Linked DNA regions of Mus musculus: all the other regions are linked to region 1. A link is a contact called in public HiCAR-type and promoter capture Hi-C data. All regions are on one chromosome and are shown on one strand. Each heading gives the region's core, a stretch centred on a gene start, on an enhancer-like site or on the middle of the called end of the contact. The rest is flanking DNA. Distances are from core to core; before and after follow the strand shown. Region 1 holds the start of Cdkl3 (cyclin-dependent kinase-like 3). Region 2 holds the start of Rapgef6 (Rap guanine nucleotide exchange factor (GEF) 6). Region 3 holds the start of Cdc42se2 (CDC42 small effector 2). Region 4 holds the start of Fnip1 (folliculin interacting protein 1). Region 5 holds the start of Hint1 (histidine triad nucleotide binding protein 1).

The links. Promoter capture Hi-C pulls out the DNA fragments that hold promoters and counts their contacts. HiCAR-type assays count read pairs that join an accessible place to other places.
Region 2: a HiCAR-type map of astrocytes shows a contact between it and region 1, with 4 times the contacts expected there. The contact joins the promoter of Rapgef6 here to the promoter of Cdkl3 in region 1.
Region 3: a promoter capture Hi-C map of pre-B cells shows a contact between it and region 1, with 4 times the contacts expected there. The contact joins the promoter of Cdc42se2 here to the promoter of Cdkl3 in region 1. A contact is called at or near these places in 4 of 39 promoter capture datasets (cranial neural crest, liver and pre-B cells).
Region 4: a contact with region 1 is called in a promoter capture Hi-C map of liver, with 2.3 times the contacts expected there. The contact joins the promoter of Fnip1 here to the promoter of Cdkl3 in region 1. A contact is called at or near these places in 1 of 39 promoter capture datasets (liver) and 1 of 484 Hi-C or Micro-C datasets (B cells).
Region 5: a promoter capture Hi-C map of liver shows a contact between it and region 1, with 4 times the contacts expected there. The contact joins the promoter of Hint1 here to the promoter of Cdkl3 in region 1. A contact is called at or near these places in 2 of 39 promoter capture datasets (liver and pre-B cells).

Annotation. Positions count from the first base shown.
Region 1 is chr11:52,002,787-52,005,486 of GRCm38.p6, forward strand. Cdkl3 (cyclin-dependent kinase-like 3) reads left to right here and starts at 1,435. Exons shown (of 14, transcript NM_001166654.1): 1 at 1,435-1,724; 2 at 2,127-2,306. The coding sequence starts at 2,142. It also overlaps a transcript of Ube2b not described here.
Region 2 is chr11:54,521,474-54,524,173 of GRCm38.p6, forward strand. Rapgef6 (Rap guanine nucleotide exchange factor (GEF) 6) reads left to right here and starts at 1,372. Exons shown (of 29, transcript NM_001252494.1): 1 at 1,372-1,645. The coding sequence starts at 1,577.
Region 3 is chr11:54,786,368-54,789,067 of GRCm38.p6, forward strand. Cdc42se2 (CDC42 small effector 2) reads right to left here and starts at 1,336. Exons shown (of 6, transcript NM_178626.3): 1 at 1,193-1,336.
Region 4 is chr11:54,436,765-54,439,464 of GRCm38.p6, forward strand. Fnip1 (folliculin interacting protein 1) reads left to right here and starts at 1,415. Exons shown (of 18, transcript NM_173753.4): 1 at 1,415-1,624. The coding sequence starts at 1,533. It overlaps LOC115487771 (a long non-coding RNA gene), which reads left to right and starts at 1,631. Exons shown (of 2, transcript XR_003949675.1): 1 at 1,631-2,143.
Region 5 is chr11:54,865,102-54,867,801 of GRCm38.p6, forward strand. Hint1 (histidine triad nucleotide binding protein 1) reads left to right here and starts at 1,282. Exons shown (of 3, transcript NM_008248.3): 1 at 1,282-1,499. The coding sequence starts at 1,389.

The DNA.
Region 1 (2,700 bases), core at 185-2,684:
AAAGAAAAATCCAAGCCAAGTGCCCAGCCCTCCTAACTCTCAAGCTCCAAAGCCAGGCTCTAGCAGTTAGTAGCAAAATTGCAAAAATGGAAATGCGTCTAAACTGTTTCTCTGTGTAGCCCTGGCCGTCCTGGAACTCGCCTGCCTCTGCCTCCCAAGTGCTGGGATTAAAGGCGTGAGCTACCACGCCCGGCTGTTTTTTGTTTGTTTGTTGTTTTTTAAGATTTTTTTTTTTTTTTTTTTTTTTTACAAATACACTGTAGCTGTCTTCAGACACACCAGAAGAGGGCATCAGATCCCATTACAGATGCTTGTGAGTAACCATGTGGTTGCTGGGAACTGAATTCAGGACCTCTGGAGTAGTAGTCAGTAATCCTAACCGCTGAGCCATCTCTCCAGCCCTAAACTGTTTTTTGTTTTTGTTTTTAAAAAAGCAAACTAGTTTCTTTTTTACACTACTCAGCACACTCGTTGTGCACATTCATTTGTGTGTATAGGTCACAAGACAACTTGGAGGAGTTGGTTCATTTTCCACCACGTAGGTCCAAGAAATTGAACTCTACACTTTGGGCTTCGTAGCCTTTTCCTACTGAGCCATCTCGATGACCTACTTTTGCTATTACAGTTAAATCAAGATCTGTAAAAATGGAGCCCTTTTAAAAGCTCTGCGGGCTATTTAAAAGTACATCCCTAGGCGTCCTTGTACTTACTCAGCCTGTGGCAGAGTCCGGTGAATTATTTTGTTTTCCTAAAAAGTTTTGCGTTTCACACGTCATGAGAAAACTTTAAAAGTACTGCTAGGGCTGGATATGATGGCACTCAGCACAGCACTCTAAGCAGGCAGATAATCTTGGGAGTTTGAGGCCAGCCTGGAAGTATACATTGTGAGTCCCAGGCTACCCGGAGCTATATAGTAGCCCTTGTCTCAAAACAAAAAGGGATCACTAGTAGGTAGAAAGCAGTAGTAATTGGGAAACTGAAAATGTGTACAGAAATGGTGTTAGAAATAAGTCAGAGGAGTAGTGAACGCTGAGTATGTGGCTTACTACCGAGCTAAGCCCTCTATCCAAAAACGATCTTGTCCCCGGTTTAAGGATTATGTCGACTTTGAGGTCGAAATCGGTTGCATGGAATAGTAACGAAGCACTGGCAAACTGTAGCCCCATAAGTGTTCCGTAGATCCAATTATCTCCGTCAACCTCCTAGAACCGGGCACAAGTAAGGGACCAGTAACCACCCAGGTGACAAAACGCTCTCTTGCCGGGCGAAAGCCTCCAGGCGTTCATTCTGCTATAAAATGCCCCGCTCTCCCTCATCCCCACCCCCCACCCCCACCCCCACCTGCAAGCACGCGGGCCTCCTACGTCCCTCCCCCTTCCCCTTGGGTCTATCTTCCGCTTCGTGTCACTTTCCCTTCCGGGTCAGGACCTCAGCAATTTCCAGTCTTGCGTACTGTGCTCGGAACGCGGCAGTGCCCCGCCCTCACCCCGTTGCCAGGGCGTCCGGCTGCCCCGAGCCGGCAAGGTCGGCCAGGAGAGGAGGTGTGGTGTCCCGGGCCGGCTGGGACTTGCACGCAGCCGGGCCGGCGGGACTACAGGATGGGCTGAGGCGGCGGTGGTTCTCAGGACGAGGTCGACAGCGCGGCGAGACGGGCCACTCGGGTTGGGGCTGCACAGACTGCGTGTTTGAGGAGAGGGCAGGACGTATGGGTGACTAGTGCTGAGGTGGGAGTCCCCACGCTTGGTGGACCGTGGCTCCTAACAAGGGACCCGCAGTGTTGTTAGCGGGACTTTTTAGTTTGGCTTCCATTGTTCCTGAAAGGGGACCTCAAATTGTAAATCCCGTATTCTAAAAGGATGCCTGAGTTAAACGCATATCAGACCTCTTTTATTTCTCAATCCCGGTCTACACAAAATGCTAGATTAATGAAGGACATCCTGCGTTCTGGTGAAAGTTGGAGCTTCTTAGACAATTTAAGAGTTCCCTCGAGCAGGCTCTGCTGTAGCCGGCACTCCTAGTTTTTGTTCTTATATCCGAAAGTAGGGGATTATCTCTAAGCATTATAGAGCTTGTATAATTGAAAGTGTGAACGTTTAACGTTTTCTTTCTTTATTTCTGTGAAGTAGAAGCCAGGCTTGAAAATGGAGATGTATGAAACCCTTGGAAAAGTGGGAGAGGGAAGTTATGGAACGGTCATGAAATGCAAACATAAGGACACTGGGCGAATAGTGGCCATTAAGATTTTCTATGAGAAACCAGAAAAATCTGTCAACAAAATTGCAACGAGAGAAATAAAGTTTCTAAAGGTTTGCTTCTTTTGCCTTTTATTATATATATTTTTTCTTGTTTTCCCATTGGGACCTATCTTGCTATGCAGCCCAGGCTGTCTTGAAATGCTTTATTTTTTTCCAGGGCTAAGATTTACAGGCCTACATTGAAACACCCATCTTCTTTTTCCTTGATTATTTAAGTCAAAAGAGAAATTGTTATGGGATAAAAATAAAATATATGAAAGAATGTTTCCATTAACAGATAAACTAAGACCTGTCATAGAGAAACCCTCATTGTCTACAATCTGTACTTTTTTATTGATATAAGATTGTGTGCTTGTGTATAACAATTATGCTAGTATTGTAAAATCATTCAAAACTATTCAAGTATAATACTTAGTAAGGATGTCTGCTTTGTACAAGGGATTGT
Region 2 (2,700 bases), core at 122-2,621, 2.5 Mb after region 1:
GAAAAAACACTCTCCTATAAGATGTTTCCATGAGCACAGAGGTACATGCCACACACAATAGAAACATTAAAAAAAAAAAAACCTAAACAATAGGCTGCAGAGATGTCTCTGTGGTTTATGAGCAAGCAGTGCCCTCGGAGAGGGCCTGAGTTAAGTTCCCAGCACTCATGTCCATTGATTGACAGCTCCTGTTACTTCTGGCTCAATCTGGGGGCCAAAATAAACCTAGGGTTACTTTTATCATAACAGGAATAATAACAATCAGTTTTTGCAGCTTTTCTTGTTCCAAAGGACAAGTAACAAAACTGAAGCTGTCTTTATTTTGTTAGAGACTAGAATGTAAAATTCAATACAAAACGGAGTGGAGAGGTTTGCTCTGAGCACTGCTTAGGTTAAAGCAGCCCCCACCCACTCACTCTCACTGCCCAGATTTTAGTCAAGGTTGTTAGATTAGGATGGAGGCAAGTGGAAATAAAAGGGCAGATCTACCTCCACAGAAGTTCTGTCCTTTAATCAGAACAAGTGACACCAGTTTCTCCACGGGAGTGGAAGCTGCACAGGTGGTGCAGAGGGCCTGAAGTTCTATAGGACGGGAAAAAACCTCTGGGATATAAGATTTCACCTGCGGGTCGGTTCCCCTACAGTCTCAAAGTGCTAAATAAATACCAAGTTGGCATGCTGATCTTCTCAGAAGGCAAGGATTCTGACAGCCCACAGGTGTTATCTGTCAACTTTCGAATCAGGAGTTCCTTAGTCCACCTGAGGCTTTTTGGTCATTAAACCCTTTAAAGGAAAATCCTAAAATTCTGCACACAGAAGCCAAGACAATCTGGTGCACGCTAGACCAGCAGGCTACTCTGAACTATAGCTCTAGTCTTCAAAACGCTTTTTTCTTTCTCTCTTTTTTTTTCTTCTTCTTTTTTTTTTTTTTTTTGAGGCAGCTTTCACTATCGATTTCGTGGTTTGTTTTTGTTTTTTAAAGTCGCGTAGAATACGCCACAAGGTTGCGGTGGGCTAGGTGCGCGAGTACTGCCCCGAGATCCGTGGCTTGCGGAGCGGTGCGTGGGCTTCCCCGCTTGCTGAATGGCAGCCTCGATTTCCGCGGGGCCATAAGAGCCCCGCGGTTTCCGGACTCGAGCGCTAAACCAAAGCATCTTACCCACAGCTCTACCCGATAGTCTATTTTTGGCGACGCCCTCGTAGCATTTCCGGAACCTCAACCGGAAGCTGGGTATGCGGAAACTACAATCCTGTAACCGAGGCGGAGTCTCGCGAAGAAAAGCCAAGCCGCTCATTCTCCGCCCCCTCCACGCCCATCTCTCTACGTCACGGCCAGGCGGGCGTTAGTGTGCGCGTCGTGCGCATGCGCATGCGTTCTCGGCCAGTCTCGCCCCCGCGCAGGCGTCTTTCTGGCCAGTCGCGCGTGGGCTGAGGCCCTGGGCGGGCGTTGCGAAGACTTGTTTGCTTGAGTTTGGACCCTGCGACAGTTCTCATTTCCCTCCCGGTGGGGCTGGCGTACACCCGGAGCTGGAGAATGGGCAGCTAGACGCAGGCTAGGGAGCCTGTGGCTGCGGACATGAACTCGCCCGTGGACCCCGGCGCTCGGCAGGCACTGAGGAAGAAGCCGCCCGAGCGGACTCCTGAGGTAAGGCCGGGCACTGGCGAGCACTGCTCGGCCCCGACCTGGCCGTAGCCGCGCAGGGTGATGAGCACCTTTCCTGCCGCTTCCTGCCGGGGACTTCCTTGTACTTGTGATAAGAAAGCACCGTTACTGTTGACTGGCTTCTGAGTTTGTGTGTGCTCAGGTGGGCTGAAAAACAAGCTGGGAATAATGATGTGTAAGAGACAGTTCATACCATAGCCAGTGTGTGCTGTGCGTTCATCTCAGATACTGCACAATTGCCCCCAGAAGACAGGTTTCCAATGTCCGTATCAGACTCTGCGTCAGCCAGATAGTAGTAAGTCCCGTGGCGGGTGATGCGTGTCGAGTGGTTCCCTGGTGCTTTTTCAAACTTTCCGTGGGAAGTTTAAGATTATTTGTTAAGTTTTCTTGGTTTGAAGACGTTTCTATAATCTTAGTGGCTATGTGTATTATACCAAAATTAAAAAAAAAAAAAAGGAAAACCCAACAGCAATGTAAATGCAATGAGTCGTCTTGTTTGAAGTTGCAGTAACTGAAATGAAATGTTTTAATTTTTAGTCACGGGAGTTTCATACTTAGAGTTCTTTGCATAGAAAGTCTCAAACTTTGGGTAACACTCTGGGACATGACTTTGTTACAGCCATTATTGAAGTTGTGATGTGTCCAGCTTGCTTCCTGAAACCTTGATCTTTGCATAGTAACAAGGCACCTGCCCACCCCTTTCCAGGGGCTACTTTTTCCTACTTATAATTTATGAATCAGCTTTTCTGTGGTGATTACCATTGTAATGTGCATTTTAAGTTTTATTTACGAACATTATTTAGGTAATGAAGGAAAACCTTGTTTCTCTTCAGGTACCGAATTACTTAGTTTGAAATTGAGTCTTTTTAAGTAGAGGACGTTTTCTCAACTGTTGGGGAACTTATGCTTGGTCATGTGTGCTGTGTTGAGGACTTTTATCTTGTGTTACTGGAATAGCAACATTGTTGAAGGGAATATTAACTGCTTGGATTCATTGGCTGTATTTTTGAATGAGTGTAGAATTTAGGTTACTAATA
Region 3 (2,700 bases), core at 86-2,585, 2.8 Mb after region 1:
GCTCATAGAGATCCAAGACTGACCATGCCACAGTCCCTCCAAAGCCCACACACATCTTTACTCCTACTACATAGAAAGCTAGACCTCAAAATGCACCCCAAACATCTTTCTCAATTATTTTCAAAGAAAAGGAGAAATCAGGCCTGCTGAGAAACAGAAATCTGTAAGCCAACTTCTCTCAAAAATTTCACATCTCAAAGGTACTATCTGCTATGCTGGCTGGCAATAATGACCAACTAATTATTAATAGTTTACATGGGGATGGGGGACAGAAACTTGCTAGGCATTCTTTCCAATAGTCCTTTATCTGAGTCAAGAAGCTATGTGCCTCATCTTACTAGTAGGAACAGTTCTGTGTGGTGTTTTAAGATTCATTCATTATATCAATATTTTACTAAGCAAGGGTCCTTTAAGAGCATTTAATTTTCTTTCTTTCTTTCTTCCCCCCCCCCCCTCTTTTTGTGGCGGGTGGGAGTACTGGGGAACTGAACTACTCTGGGCCGCCTCCTACATGCAAGGCAAGTTCCCTACCACTGAGCTGTACTCCCAGGCCCAGAACGTCTCAGTGCTGCGCTCTGCACATCACTACCAAACTCCTCCAGGAAAGCTCGGCAGTAGCAATCACTGCCGCTAAAACGGAATTCCCAGGGTTGCCTGAAATCAGCCGGCACCGGGCTGCTCCTCAGCTCGAAATGCGGACGTCAGCGAGCCGCTACCTACCACACCCGTTAGTAATGCTCACCACCGTGGCCGCGAGCTCCCGGTGCAACAACCTGTAAGAGTCGCCGCAGCGACTGCGAGGCAGTGGCCCGGCTTCCTCTCTCGGGGTCCCAGGCAGGCCGGGCGGGAGTCGGGGTTCGGGAGCCCAGCCGCTCCGCGCCGGTCCAGACTGGCGGGGCTGCGGACTGGGGGAGGGGTCCGTAGCGCCTCCCCCATCGGGAAGGTGCAGGCTACGGTGAAAGCTGGCCTCACGGAGAATGAAGAGAACCATACGCCGGTCCTCGCGTGAGGACCTCGCCCAGACTGGAAAATGGAGCCGCCGCAGCCTCAGTCAGTCCGCAGCCCCAGTCTGCTGCCCCAGTCCGCAGCGCGGAGAGGCCCGGGCCGCGCTCGCCCTCAACCTTCCGAGTGGCGACCCTACACTTGGCGCCTCGGGCGGCGGGGCCAACGTGGGGCCCTCTCCCTCACTCACCGTCGCCTTTGTCTCCGCCGCCTGCTCCAGCCGCGCGGCTCCGAGCGCCGGCTCCGAAGCTTCCAGGATCTCCACACACCAAGCAGCTGCGCTCCCCGCTTCGGGCTCCGCCCTCCCGCCTAGGCTCTGGCGCGCAGAGGCGGAGCCACAAGCGGTGTGTGCGGCTGCGCGGCTACGCCCCCACTACAAGGACACGCCCTGTCCCCCCCCAGTAGGCGGGCTGGTAGCTGTGAGGCCCCGCCCAGTGAGGGAGTGGCGAGACCTAGGGGATGCTAGGCGCGCAAAGAGTGACCGCTGGGTGGGCTACGGGGAAGATGGATGCCGCTGCCTCGCGCCACAGCACCTTCCTGTCCGGATCCAGCCGTAGACGTGCCCGGGCGAGCAAGGCGCTGCTAGGCAGAGCTGGCCAGCACCAGATGTCTCTCACGCTCAGATCACGTTACTTTCAAGGAATCAGAATCACTGACTCATTGGAGAGTCAAGAATATCTACCTGGCATTTGAAAAGTTCGTCTCTGTGACTTCTTGTGGGATCGTTTTTTTTTTTGGTTTTTTTTTTTTTTTTTTTTTTTTGGTTTTGCTTTGACGTTGTTTGAGGGAGGGCCTTTTTGTAGCCCCAGAGTGGCCTCAAACTCACTATATAGGTAAGGATGGCCTGGATCTTGTGATCCTCCTGCCTCCGTCTCCCAAGCGCTGGGATTACTAGTGTATGTCACAAGCTTAAGGACTTTTGGAGTAGAACCCTGGCTGACCTGGAACTCACAGCAGTCCTCCTGCCTCAGCCACCACATTTTATGACTACATTAACTTTACACTTTAGGCACCCAGAAGCAAGAAACAAATGGACGCCTTCCCACTGAAATCTAGCCACACATACTCAGACAGGGAGCTGCATGACCATCACTATTGATAGGAAATTTCTAGCTTGTTCAGTGACAAAACTGGAGTACTCCTTGGTTCCTCTTATTCTCAATTTCACATCCATTCTGTCCATAAGGGTAATTGGCGTGGTTCTACATTCAAACAAAAAGAAAATCAGACTGTTCATCTACATTGTTTCTGTCATCCGTGGTCCCAGTCACACTTCAGTGGCTTTCTTAAATGACCTCCCTGACCACCATCAACAAACTGTGTTGTCAAAACAAGAGGGAGAATATCCTCCCGCAAGGAGAGTCAGCTCATGTCTCATCCGATCAAAATCCACCAGTGTTCCCGTTACTGTAGAAGATAACATCTTTACAATGGCTGACAAAGCCTCTGAGATTTTTTTTTTTCCCTATAGGTCTCAGAATTCATCTCCAGTCTCACTGGTGCTTGCAATGTCCAGTCTATACTCAGGGACTAGGACATTCTCTAATGTCTGCCTTCTCCCCTCAACTCCACTCAGATCTTCTTTAACAATGATGCGTAGCCTAAACCCACTTCTTTACATTGCTACAGGCTCAATCCTTCCCCCATCTATCTGCCCTTGTTCTCCTGTTCCCAGAACAGTCTGCACAATTTATTCTG
Region 4 (2,700 bases), core at 165-2,664, 2.4 Mb after region 1:
TGTGAACAAGAAGACCTGCATTCCATTCCCAGAATCTACTTCAAGGATGGGCAAAGGAATGCAAGGTTGTGATTCTTGTGCTGTCAAAGAAGATGAAGCAGAAAGGTCATCCTACACTACTTGGTGAGCTCCAGGCCAGCAAGAGACCCTGTCTCAATAAATATAAAAAAGTCTTGTAACATGAGACTTTGTAACATGTTGTAACAGCTCAACATGCTGACCAGTGATAAATTATTAACGATATAAAAATATCCTGCTAATTTTTCTTTTATTCTTTTGTTTTGTTTTCTTGTTTTGTTTTTTCGAGACAGGATCTTTCTGTGTAGCCCTGGCTGTCCTGGAACTCACTCTGTAGACCAGGCTGACCTTGAACTCAGAAATCTGCCTGCCTCTGCCTCCCAAGTACTGGGATTAAAGACGTGTGCCACCACTGCCCGGCATTTTTTCTTTTTCCCATGTAAATAAGGGCTACTTATTTATTTTTTTTCAACTGCAGATCAGCTGACAACTTCTTAAAGATTTGGTTCCTATGTCTAGCTAAGTGAAATTCTCAAGCGTCTTTGTCTACCCTTGCAAACATACACCAGTATTTCCCCACATTCATCCACATTTCTCAGAGAACTTCATTCCACTGTACGAAATCCCTCATCCTGGTAAACGGATGACGAATTTGATCTGAACACTGATGGTTTGATAAGACTGGAAGGATGTTCGTGAGCTGTATTTTCCGTTTTGAGAGCAGTCTTGCCATTTGGTAACAATGTTACAGTTCCTCCTTTCCTCATACCCAGATATTAAAGATATACAGCTTTGTTTCATGGAAGTTCTGATTGTCTCTCTTAGACATTTTGCTAAACTTCTTGTTTGGTGATGAGGATCAAACCCAGGGCCTCTAACTACTGAGCTCTTTAACCGCAGTCTTTCAAATTCTAAATACTTAGCATAAAGGGTTAGATATTTTTAGATAGATGTCTTTTTTTTTTTTTTTTTTTTTTTTTTTTTTTTACGGCTGCTTGCCTCTCTTGGTTTTGCTTGTGATCTTTTTGGTTACCAAGGAGATCGAGCCTGAGCCCCCAGTCGCTAGATCTTCCTAGAGACTAAGTGCGGGCGTCAATGGAAACCGCACCTCAAGTCACAGACCTAGGTCTCCTCCTAGAGCCCTAGCAGTTTGGGAGGGTCAGAGGCGGGCCTGGGTCCCAGAGGCTTTCTCTTGCCACCCAGCCGCGCGCGCCCTCGCACGCCCCGCCCCGTGAGAGGCCGCGTGACGGACCCGTGAGCCAGCCAATGGCAGGCGGCCCCGCCTCCCCACCCCCACCCCGCCCCCCGCTCAGTTTGCTGCCACGTGATACGGCTCGTCGCCAGCCAATCGCCGCGACCTCAATCTCGCGCTCCGCCCCGCGCGCCGTGGCCGTTTGAAGTGACTAATTTCTGTCATATGACTGAGGCGCCCATGGGGGTGGCGGGGTGGCGGTAGGAGCGGGGGGCCTCCTGCGAGCTCCCAGCCGAGCGACCCCAGTCTTGCGGCGGCCAGCATGGCCCCCACCCTGTTCCAGAAGCTCTTCAGCAAGCGGAGCGGATTAGGCGCGCCGGGACGAGACGCCCGCGACCCGGACTGCGCGTTCAGGTGAGGCGTCGCGGGCCCCCGAGGGGTCGCGGCCTCGGGCGGGGCGTGCGGTCCCCTGCCCTCTTCGCTAGGCTGTTTATGCCCCGCCCGCGCCACGCGCCGCGTCCCCAGCCCCAGCACGGCGGCCTCGGGAGGCTGTCGGTCCGCACGCTGCCCGGGCTGCGACCTCACCGCAGGCCTCCGGGGCCCGGCCGGGAGCTGCTGTCTCCCTGTGATCCGCAGCCCTCGGGTGGCTTTGTGCAGACTGTCGCGCGTTCGGCCAACCTGCGGAGCACTGAGGAGGCTGGAGGAGCGAGTGGGCAGGCTGGCGGTCTGTCAGGCTTCTTGGAAACTAAAATTGGAGCTGTGCAGTTCTCTTGCCGAGCGACCTTAGTGTTATCGAAGGAGAAATGCGAAACCGAAGTGGTTAGGGTTACTACTGACCAGACTCGAGGAGGACTTGCGGTAGAACTTACTGTCGAATTTTCTTTCCCTTCTTACACCTGTTACTGAAAAGGAGTTTCTTGCAAATGGAAAACGGTAGCTGTGTGTGTGTGTGTGTGTGTGTGTGTGTGTGTTTGTTTGTGATTGCATGCTTTGTTTCTTTCTGATTGCAGTACCTGTTGCTGGTACAGTAACTTTTTAGAATTGTCAGATATATAGAAGCTTAGCTCAATGGTTAAATTCAGCCGTGGAATTGTATTTGAAGAAGATATTGTTTTGTCTTCCATAATGCGCTATGGAAACTTTCGCATGTAACTAGGCCAAATGTCACATATCAGACAAACTTGGCTGTATGGCCGAGAACTCAGTTGTACAGTAATAGTAAAAGGGAAACAGTGTCAAATTTTGCAGCAAGCCCAAGTATCAGATGACTGCACTACATAAGTCTTAGAGGCTTTAATATTTTTCAAATTATCCACGCTGTCAATAATACAGATCCCATCAGGAAACAATGTGTGAGATTGAATATCAAATGGCAAGTAATTTAACTGATATTTAATGGGAGAAAAAGGTCAGTTACCGTTTTGGAAACAAGCTTAACAAAAGAATTTTCATGGCAGTGGCTTTTCTTCGTAATGGGAAGTAAATGTCTT
Region 5 (2,700 bases), core at 32-2,531, 2.9 Mb after region 1:
TGTGATGTTTGTGCTGGCCTCTGTGAGAACAGTTTGTGTTCTTGATCGCTGAACCATCTCTCTAAGTCCCCAAGGTTTCTTCCTATGGCCACTTGGAGATTGTCAGATAAGAGGGCCAGGAACAAAATCTAATGAGGTATGGAAATGGAGGCTTAGCGTGCAGGAAAAAAAAAAAAAAAAACCAACATCCAGAGGGCAAGGGTGTGAGATGTTGAAAGAAGACAAGGGTAACAACTGTAGCAACCAGGCCAACAGATCTATATGACAACTGCGATTGTCTAGAGAACGCTGATTGGAGGTCCTGCCTAATCCCGACAAGGAGGAAATGACCCAAAGGACCAATGATGACAAAGTGCACACCATATGTAGAAAACACTTTTTAGGAGGAGCAAAGGGATAGAGAGGAGGAAGGGTGGAGGTGGGGCCAAGGAAGACTTTTTGTTTCTTCCAGGTGGAGCATCTTACCTGAAGCTGATTCCTGCCGGGGAAAATGGCCCAAGAGGCTTACAAACAACTGCCACCTAAGGTCTCATCTCTGCAGTCTTGGACTTAATTGATGCAGAGTGTGGCCAGAGATGTTTAAAGAGCTCCCAAGTGGTTTTTAGTGTGTAGTTATGACTGAGAATTGCTGCCACACACAGCAAGAAACAAACAAACAAAAAAACCCCACCTGATGTAAGACTTCACCTGGCTCTTAGCTAAGGCCTCAAACAGCTGAGGGTTTAAACGATCACGGTCAAGAGCACTTGTTCCTCTTGCAGAAAGGACCAGGCTTCAGTTCCCTCCACCCACATGGCTCACAACTGTAACTCCAGTTCCAGGGGATCCAAAGCATTAGATGTGATTCACTCTTACACATGCTTGCAAAATACTCATCTACATATAAAATAAAAATCTTTTTTAAAAAATTAAAAAAGGGAAGGCTAAGGTATCACACCCAGTAAATGTGATCAGAACAACTTGAAATAGAAACCAGACTGTTCTGGAGCAGGGTCTCGGGTAGCCCAGGCTGGCCTCAAACAATGTGGAGAAGGATGAACTAAACTCTTCCATCCTCCTGTCTTCATTTCTCAAACTCTGGGATTACAGGCGTGCAGCACCAAGCCGGGCTCGTGAGAGGAAGGGATCAAACCTAGAACTCCGTACGCGCTTGGAAAGCACTGTACCAAGCCGAGCCTCCTCCCAGAACTGGCAAATCAAAATTTCCTATAGAGGTGCAGAGGCAAAGAAAGGGCGTTTCCTCCGCCCATTTCGTTCCCTCGCTCGCCGCACGCCGGCGCCAGTGCGCACGCGCAGGCCCACCGGGCGCGAGCCGGCAGTCTCCGCGCGCTCCCGCGGTTCCTCTCCCCACTGTGGCCGCGGCGCGGGAAGGACAGTGAGCGGCCGCGATGGCTGACGAGATTGCCAAGGCTCAAGTGGCCCAGCCCGGCGGCGACACGATCTTCGGCAAGATCATCCGCAAAGAAATCCCCGCCAAGATCATCTTCGAGGACGACCGGGTAGGCTTGCCGCTTGCCCGGCGACACGCCGGCGTTCCCTGAGGAGCCGCGGGCCTGAGGCGACGCGCGGCCCGGCTGGCCTGGCCCTGCGCCCGCGTGGCCCTGCGGCGCGTGCCTGCGCTCGGGTTACGCGTTATCGGCCGCTCGGCCCGCCGCGTGTCGCGGCCCTGGTGAGGTGATGCGGGCGGAGGCCCCGGGAGGTGACGCCCGCCCGGGCCCCCTGTAAAGTGCAGACCCGTGGGGTGACGCCCACCGGGGCCCGCGGCCGCCACCCACCACGCGGGTGTCAATCTGGCCTTCGGGAAACCGGATCCTGCCCCCGGCGCAATCTCCGCGATCTCCCGCGCGCAGCGGTCCCCGCACTGCGAGGTGACCGGGGATTCGAGATCCTTATGCTCCCTGTCCCCTGCTCCGGCTGCAGACGTTGCCTCTGGGGACTGGAATTAGCCCTTCAAGCTTTTTAAAAAAATACTGCTTTAGGGTGTTTTGTTTGTTTTATTTTAATAGATCGGCTTCACTACTCTAGGCAGGCCATGAACTTGCTGACTAACTAACTGGGGCGGACCTTGAACCCTTGATCCCCCGCCTCCACCACCCATATGCTAAGGATTGCAGGCAGCCCACACCCTGCTGATCGGAGAAAACATTTATGGTGCAAGATCCAAAGTTGTATTTTTTCCCCTCCTTGATAGATGAAATCTCAGTCGATAGTGAAGACCAATTTTGTAAATTATTCCCTAGACAGTTCTGTTTATGGCTTTCAGTCTCACATAAAGCAGGGTGGGAGCTTGGCCCATTGACCAAAAGGTTTTATACGGGTTTGTTCAGTTCACTTTAAGAAACATGCAATATGAGAAAGCATTAATGCTACTGGTAATGTTCACATAGACTTGAAATAGTACTCCAAATTTCATTGGGTTCTTGAGGTGAGTTTTATTTAAATTGCCTGTATTTGTCACTAGTCTTAGAAAAAGGCCCATTTCATTTACAAAGTTTGCAAGTCTTTTAGTGTGTTCTGTAATCCCAGTCCCACCATCCATAAGACTGGCCAGCCTGTATTATGGAATAAGACCCTAACTCAAAAACAAAGCAAAACAGAACACTTGCAAAGAAAGAAAGAAAAAGCTTTAAACACAAAACCAGCATCCTGTGGTTCTTGCACTTGGAAGGTGGAGGGAAGAGAATCAGTTTAAGTCCAACC